2 separate regions of the Mus musculus genome follow, and region 1 is linked to region 2. A link is a contact called in public HiChIP or PLAC-seq data. All regions are on one chromosome and are shown on one strand. Each heading gives the region's core, a stretch centred on a gene start, on an enhancer-like site or on the middle of the called end of the contact. The rest is flanking DNA. Distances are from core to core; before and after follow the strand shown.

Evidence for each region. HiChIP or PLAC-seq counts read pairs in DNA pulled down with a chosen protein or histone mark.
Region 1: an H3K4me3 HiChIP or PLAC-seq map of bone marrow-derived macrophages shows a contact between it and region 2, with 2.5 times the contacts expected there. The contact joins the enhancer-like site here to the promoter of Mosmo in region 2. A contact is called at or near these places in 3 of 39 promoter capture datasets (the HPC-7 cell line, embryonic stem cells and pre-B cells), 1 of 15 datasets of contacts at CTCF or cohesin (the NIH/3T3 cell line), 1 of 484 Hi-C or Micro-C datasets (cortical neurons), 4 of 115 datasets of contacts at active chromatin or transcription factors (the SCID.adh cell line, bone marrow-derived macrophages, forebrain and 1 more) and 2 of 9 other capture datasets (adipose tissue and liver).

The regions. Positions count from the first base shown.
Region 1 is chr7:120,867,564-120,871,744 of GRCm38.p6, reverse strand. The region is part of intron 2 of Eef2k (eukaryotic elongation factor-2 kinase); the gene reads right to left. The region is part of intron 2 of Gm15774 (a long non-coding RNA gene); the gene reads left to right. Among named protein-coding and RNA genes, the nearest start is that of Gm15774, 11 kb to the left of the region's middle. Within about 2 kb of position 2,109, at least 14 of the 459 cell types and tissues checked have an H3K27ac peak or open chromatin away from gene starts, as enhancers often do. A contact at or near this core is called in bone marrow-derived macrophages and microglia, where this site is marked.
Region 2 is chr7:120,676,036-120,680,328 of GRCm38.p6, reverse strand. Mosmo (modulator of smoothened) reads right to left here and starts at 2,709. Exons shown (of 3, transcript NM_001164580.1): 1 at 2,459-2,709. The coding sequence starts at 2,564. It also overlaps a transcript of Pdzd9 not described here.

The sequences.
Region 1 (4,181 bases), core at 860-3,359, 190 kb before region 2:
GCATTGTGGTGTGTGCCAAACCTCCCATGGTGGAAACTCAATCCCTGACCTCTCCCGTGGATGGTATTTAGAGATGGGAACCTTGGGAGTTGACTGGAGTAGAGGATGCCAGGGAGCCAGAGCCTGATCCCAGCCCCACGGAGCACCAGTGGCTTCATGACAAGAGGAAGAGATCGGGGTTAATACAGCCACTGCATCTTGTCACATGATGCTCTCTGCCATATGACGACTCAGCCCGACAAGACGCTTACCAGACACATGGAAGATGCCAGGATAGTGCTCTTGGACTCCCCGAGATTCAATCTTATAAACTAAATACACTTCTATTTAACAAGAAATTTTTAAATTAATTAATTAATTGTCTCCTCCTCCACTTCTTCCTTTTTAAGGCAGGATTTCATAGTGTAGCCCTGGCTATCCTGGAACTCTCTATGTAGACCATCCTGGCCTCAGACTCACAAAGATCTGCCTGCCTCTGCCTCCCAAGTGGTGGGATTAAAAGTGTGTGCCAAGATACCCAGCCAGCAGCTATAAACTATCCCGTCTCTGTTGTCTTGTTACAGCTACAGAAAACAGACAGACCTAGCATCCTCCCATTTTAACTTTCTTCAGTCCATTGTATTGCTTTGGGGAAACCAAAGTGGACTCTTTCCTGCCCTTTCTGAAGCAACACCCTTCGTCCATGGTGTTCTCTTCCTAAGAAACTCAAATCTTTGCTTGGTGGCCTCCCCAGAATCACCAAGACCCAAACTCCCCTCCAGGCCAGTGGGTCCTCCCTGATGGGGAGGATAATGTGTAGAAGACTGGGCATCATCTGGGTGAGACAGGTCAGAAGGAGCTCTGAGATAGGGAAGGGGCAGTCAGGGGACAGCAATTTTAGACTGCCTTTGTCACCACCGGTGTCCCTCAGTATCCTGGCCATCCTTGGAAGACGTCCAGCTTCCCAGGCCTCAGCAGGGCTGCACACTGCCCACCCTCCTAGCATGGACCCCTCACGGGGACCCTGTTAAAAATAGAATAAGCCAGGGAAAGGATCTGAGACTTCACACACACACACACACACACACACACACACACACACACACACAGAGCCAGAGCTCCCTTAAAGGAGGCTGTCCAATCTCTGCAAAGCCCAGAATTTTTTCCCCTTCCAGTCTGAAAGCTACTTTAGGATTAAGGAAAACTACTTGGCAAATACAGAAAAGAACAGTCTAGCCCACACCAGTAGGCACGGTCTGTACCTTCCAGTTTTGTTCTATGCATTTTTTAAAAATAAGACTGGACTAACGTGGCAAATATAAATTACATCCTTTGGGAAATGTAAGTAGACCCCTGAGTCTTCATATTTTATTTAGTGTTTTAACTGCCCCCACCTCAAAAGGATCATCTGCTCTGCATGAAAACCACAGCACTATGGAATTCTGAATCAGAAAGCGGAAGTTCTCCGATAGCCCCTCCTGGGCTGACACTTGCAGGGACACTCAGCAAGTTTCCTTTCTGCCTTTGTTAAGATGTGCCTCGCTTTGTTAGGAATCCTACTTTCTGCACTAAACACTCAGTCTTAGATGGCCCTCCCAGCTCAAGTGTACAGACTGCTGGCCGACCTCACCCTTCCCAGGACCGTGGGATACAGAGCTGTATAGGTGTACCCCATGCATTTGCCTCCAGGAGATCAGACTTGGATGTCTTCCAGTAATGTCCCAGTACAAACAGTGCTGACTCGAACATTTCTGTCTCGACAACTCTGCATACTTATGCAATCTCAGTAGGATATATATATATATATATATATATATATATATATTTGATTTCAATGTAATTACTGGGCCAGATTTAAAGTCTGGGAGCCTGGGAAACAGGTCAGTGTAGTAGAGTGCTTGGCCCTGGGCTCAGCTCTCAGCAGTGAGACAAATGAAAAAAAATAGAAATTGCACCCGGCCCCCCAAGACTGTTTTTGTAAGTTATATTTGAGGAGCAGTGAATATGTCACTCAAGTTTTAATGGGAGATTATGTGAAGGAAGTGTAAAATTTGCACGTTTGCAACAGTGTAGATAATGCACTGTGAGTTTCTTGCTACAGAAATGGCTCCTCAGCAGTTCTCCGTGGTTAGACGTTAAGCTTGCATTCATTTCCCCCCCTCTTATGAGTGACTCTCTGCAGTTTTGCTGACATCCAAACCTGTTACTGAATTCCCTGTACTTTAAAAGGCACATCACTGTCCTCTCTTACAGTCCAGCTCTGGGAATGGCTCATCTGTCTGTCTGGGGAGATGGGGGCTGTCTGTCCTTCTGAGCATGTCTACACTTGTGGAGACATGGTTCTCTGGCTGTCTGTCTTCAATGATGACTCCATTGCCAGCAACAAGGGCTGTCTCACAGCGGACAAAACAACAAAACCAAAACAACAAAGAAACCCAAAGTCTAGTGCTAACATCTGGGTCCCTTGCTTCTGATTCCATCACAGCTGGCTCTGTGGAACCTCTGCACTTTCATGGATAGTAAGAATGAAGATGTTGGGTACCGGTGTCCAATGTCTTTCATGGCCCCTGTGCCCAGAATAGATCTCTACTCCCACCAGAAGGTAGTTGAGATGACAATCATCAGGGGCGACTGCCTGCACTCACTGTCACTGGTGTGATAGATTTACTATCAGGCCAGGACAACTTTCTACATAATTTTTACAATGAGAACATAATCCAGGATTGCCATGTGTAGTTTCCGTCTCAGACTCTCTCTCTCACTGTCTGTCCATGTACTTGTATGAGAGTGTGTATATGGGAGTGTGTGTGTGTGTGTCTTTGTGTGAGAGTGAGTGTATGTGTGTATGCACATGCGCTCATATGTTTTGCTGGGAATTGAACCTATGACCTCATGCATGCCAGGCAAGCATTCTACCATTGAACTATGTTGTCAGCCATGCAAGTGTAAACCAAAGTCAACAAACAAAACTAACGTAAAATGAGTCTCTGTTGAACTATGTTGTCAGCCATGCAAGTGTAAACCAAAGTCAACAAACAAAACTAACGTAAAATGAGTCTCTGTTGATGCTGCTAGGAATGAACCCAGGGCTTCACACATGCTAACACACTCCCAGCAATGAGATGATTCTCAAGTCTCCACCAGTGCAATATTCTCTAGTTCAAACAATTTTAAATCTCACCTGCTGAGTAGGCGAGTTAATTTTACAGGTGCTGAAGGTCTGCCATAAAAAAGAGGAAGGAGTCAGGAAGAGTGGCATGCAAAAGTAGCTCTAGCCCCTCAGCGGGGTGGGGGTAGGGCTCCTGAGTTCAAAGTCAGCCAGCAAGTGGCAAGACCTTGTCTCAAAAAAGGAAGACTGGCTCCGTGGTTAAAGCACTGACTGCTCTCCCTGCGGCTCTGGGTTCAAGCATCAGCATACATATGGTAGCTCACAAACATCTATAACTTGAGTTCTAAAGGGATCCAATGTTCTCCTTTGACCACATGGTGCACAGATACAGAACAGACAAAACACCCATGCATGTAAATAAATATTTTTTAAAGGAGGGGAGAATAGAGGGCAGAGGCACACAGCTCAGTGGGTGAAGTTAATTGACAGTGAGCTCAAACCCTGGGACCATATTGGAGAAGGGGGAACAGATTCCCACACGTTATCCTCTGACTTTCACATATGTGTGATGACAGAGTACACTTAAACCCCACTGTACACAGCACATACAATCACCCCCACATACAGAGCATACCCAAGCCCTCCCACACAGCACACCCAAGCCCTCCCACACAGCACACCCAAGCCCTCCCACAGAGCACACCCAAGCCCTCACACAGAGCACACCCAGCCCCCCCCCACAGAGCACACCCAAGCACACACACACCCCCACAGAGCATACCCAAGCCCTCACACAGAGCACACCCAAGCTCCCCACACAGAGCACACCAAGCCCTCACACAGAGCACAACCAAGCTCCCCACACAGAGTACACCCAAGCCCCCCCCCAATACAATCACTCCCCAACATATACAGCACACCCAAGACAATACAAACCATCACACCAAAGAAACCACAACCTTAAAGCACCTCCATGAAACAGTCCACCCTAGAGCAGGAAGGTGACATTCTTTTTCTCCCAGTACTGGGGATGAACCTAGGACCTCCCATATGCCAGGGAAACACTGAGCTATGGCCCCAGCCTTCTTTGTGT
Region 2 (4,293 bases), core at 1,460-3,959:
AACAATACAGACGCGACAAAAAGCACAAAGCATGAGGGAAGATGTTTAGCTCTGTCTAAGCTCTGGGATGATATTCTTGATGTTTGCATATTTCCAAGAACATCTAATGAAGTCCTGTCATTTCCCACAGCAAAAGTTTAAGGCTTACTGCACAACAACAATATGACAGTTACTTATTTATACTAAGTATTCAGTGCTGAGAATGTCAGGGACCATTCTTTATGTCCCCATGGATCAATGCGGAGGGCCATCACTAGAAGCCAAGGAGGTGGCTAATGTCCTTATTTTACAGAGGCGAAAACAGACACAGGGACAAGGGACAAGGATGTGAAGCCTGGCTCCTTCCTCAGTTCACTACATTGGTTTTCTAACTACACTATGCAGGTTACATTAGTTCTAAGAGTTCTGCTGTCTTTTTAGATATATTTTTAAAAATCATTTAAAATTTGCAATAAAGGGCCTGGAGAGATGGCTTGGTAGTTAAGAGTACTGGCTACTCTTCCATAAGACTCTGATCTGATTCCCAGCACCCACATGGTGGTTCACAACCATCTGTTACTTCAGAACCTCTTCAGGCCTCTTCCAGTACCAGACATGCACAGGGTACATAGACATGCAGTAGGAAAACACCCACAGACGTAAGTAAAATAGACGTTGAAAATGACTGCACTAAATTACCACCATCAAAATGCCAATAGACTGAACACAAGGCAGGGAAACGGCGGAGAGCCTTGCTACCCACGAGGTCCCTCCTGAGCTCCTGGAGCGCACGCACGCGTGCTCGTGGCCAGTCCTCCCATTCCACATCCTATTTGTGCTCCTTGTGATTGTCTCACTGATTTGAGAGATGTAATTATTTTTACTTTTGATTATTTACTTCGTATAAGTATTGTTGATGTTTTCTTTCCAAGGGCATTTAGAAAGCTCACTATCTATTCACTATCCTTATTTAGAAAATTCACCAGTGTCAAAGGATCAGTGGGGCAGGAAGGTTGCCACACGGTACAGCCACAGCCACCACGCACAGAGCTGGACAAGCCTACCGTTCGCACTCTCTCTGCAGCTGCTTCCCTTTCTCAGACAGTTTCCCTTTCTGCAAACTTTGGGCTACTGTCCCTTTCATGTCTTTGCCAACTCACAGGCAAAGACTTCAACTCCAAATCTGAGTGCTGTATTTATTCTCCTCTTGCTTTCTCTCGAGTGGCCTTTGCAACATCAGCTCTGGAAGGCTGCACCGTTCTGCTCTTATATAATGTATAGTAGCACTTCCCTTCCCCGAGCTGCCTTGCCTTGCTCGTGGGCATTCCAGCCACTACCTACAGGGATTCCACCTAAAAGATCTTTTTCCAATAAGGATCTCTCTACTCAACAGTGCGAACCTTTCTTTGCTCCTAAGCATGTGATACTTAGAAAGTCTCACAAAGGAGTCTCTACACATACAGTCAGAGTAAAAACAACGGTGATAATGAACTGAATGTCTGTTCACACATATAGTCAAGTACACTGTCTGGAGTCAGCAACACTTTCAGAAACAGCCCACAGGTATTACCAAACTCCACATGATTCCCAAACTCTCTTTTTATGTGTTACAATTAACAGCTCTGCTAAAACTCTACAGCCAAGACAAGTGGAATTCTTCAGTGTTATGTTAATAACCAGTACATCTGGCAGCATGATTTTGTGTTACTAGGTCTAGGTTAGAGAGGAAGAAGAAAGCAACAAATGTCCCAGCTACCGTTTTGTTTTGTTTTGTTTTAAGAGCTAAAAATATTGCTGGATAAATTGAGAACCCTATGCGGCACTTAAGAAGTTTGACAGCACAACGATACATTTTATAAGAAATCATTTGAAGGGTCCCACTCCTCATTCCCCTTCACCTTCGCTGAACAAGCAGTTCAAATACAAGACCGTTCCTTAATTCTGAGCAGTTCTCCTGACAGCTGTGTACATTAATTAAAGGTTTGGTCTCGCAGGTCTAGGTGAGAAAGAGAGAAGCAAGGGAGGGCTGGAGCTGAGAACCCTGCCAGCGCATTCACCTGGGATACCCTTCGGAAAGATGCCCGCCTCTTTCTTGAGGACACCCCACACACACACACACACACAGACACCCGCCTCCAGCGCCAACGTTCCAGCAGGCACTGCCTCTGGGGCTGCCTGCGACTCTAATGTGTTATTTAATTTTCTAACTACTATTAAGATATCTCCAGCGCGCGCGTGTGTGCGTGAGATGCGCTGGAATGAAAGATGCTCCATAAAATGAAGTTTATTATTAGTATTATTATAGCTCCCCCCAGGCCTAAAAATAAAGCAAAGACTATAACCACAGACACTTCAAAGGGGAAAGGGGGAGCCACGGCAAACAGCCTCCGCCGGCCCCCCCACCCCGGCGCCGACCTTTAACCCTCGGGATCGCCGACCCGGGGGACCGCCACCCTCCCGGCCCGCGCACGCCGCTCACCCGCCGACTCCCCGGTGTTGATCCAGTCCGGGTTGGCGATGCTGGCGATGGCGAAGATATCGGCGGCCAGAAAGAGACATCCTGAGATGATGGTCAGTTTATCCATCGCCCCGCCCCGCTCCCCCCACCCCCCACCGCAGGGCAGGCCGCGGCCTCACTCCTCGCGCCCCATGGGCCGCCGGGCCCCGGGGTCCCCGCGCCGCCGCCCTCGGCCCTCGGCCCGCGCCGCGCGCTCGCGCCCTCCGCGCCGGGACCCGCAGCCGCCGCCCGCCCCGGAACTGCTCGGCCCGCCCGCCCCTCACCCGGAAGCGAAACCGCGCGCCGGCCGGCGGCGCCCAGGACTGCCCTGCAGAGCCTTCCCGAGGGGGCGTCGGCTCAGCCCGGCGCTCGGGGCTGCTACGGTGGTTCGGGTCGGAGACCCCTGAGATCTTAAAGATTTGTCCAGTGAGAATTAGGTGCAGACTGTTCCAGAGACAAGGAAACAGTCACTGGGGAGAGAGAAAGTGGATGTCAGGTTCAGGGACCTGCAGAACGGCCCGTGTGACTAGAGAGTGAGTGGCAGGAGAAAAGGTAGGCAGAGGCCAGAGGTGGCATTCGGGGTGGGCACGCGCCTACGAATCCCAGCTCTCGGGAAGCGGAAGCTGGAAAGACACCAGTTCCATGACAACCTAGGCTAAACAGGGAGATCCTGTCTTTAAATTCACCAAATGTGTATTTGGATTTTGTTCCAGATGCAATGGGAAGGAACTGGAGGATTTTCGACCAGGATAGTGACATGACCTTATTTGGTTTGTGAAGATCTGTGGTATAAATAGATTATAATGGGGGGAGGGGCAGCGAATGTAGGGACACCAGAAATGGCCCCGCAGTCTAAGACAGAGAATTGTGGTTTTTAGTTATGGTAGTCAAGAAAGAGAAAAATGAGCAGATGTGTGTGTTTTGCAGACAGAAGGAAGAACTTGCTGATAACAGAGAAAGCGATGAAGAATAACCTGAAATGTTTGTTAGTTTGCCCCTACCAGGTGTTTAGTGATATTTACAGAGTAAGGTTGTGGGGAGAGCCTTAGATTTAGTGCATAAACAGGAAACAATAATATGAATTGTTATAATAACAGGATTTGTCTACGATTTTGCTACCCCCTGGAGGTTTCCTTCCACCGTGGCTCTCTGCTAAATCACCATTAACCCTGACTTTATATCCATCTCTTTCTTAGCACTCCATAGAGCAAATGGAGATGATTTTTCTACTTAAGTACCACCTAAGCTATCTCTAGAAAGACCTAGAAGAGCGACTTTTGTCTCTATTTTTGGGATGCCTACATGTCCACAAAACTCAGGAGGTTTCAAATTCCACCAAATCCAGCATCCTTTCGTAATGGGCACCAGTGCCACCACGTAGATTGGGGAAAATGGAGTTGATTGCTGGTCTAAAGACTTTTCAGCCCAAACATTGGTCTCTTGGGGCAAGTATTTTTTTAAAAGTGCATATTTAATTACATAATTTATTTTTCCTCTGCCATTGACACTGACTCAGGTAATTCATGTTTCCTGGGGATCCAGATAGAATGCCTATCAGTTGCTGCAGTAGCTCTTCCCTTTCTTGTTCTAAAGACTGGGGAAGTTCTAAGGAGCCATAGTTTTGGCTTTGTTGTTGTTGTTGTTGTTGTTTATGTTTGTTTGTTTTTTCAAGACAGGGTATAGCCCTGGTTGTCCTGGAACTCATTTTGTAGACCAGGCTGGCCTCGAACTCAGAAATCTGCCTGCCTGTGCCTTGCCTCCCAAGTGCTGGGATTAAAGGCGTGTGCCACCACCGCCCGGCTTAGTTTTGGCTTATC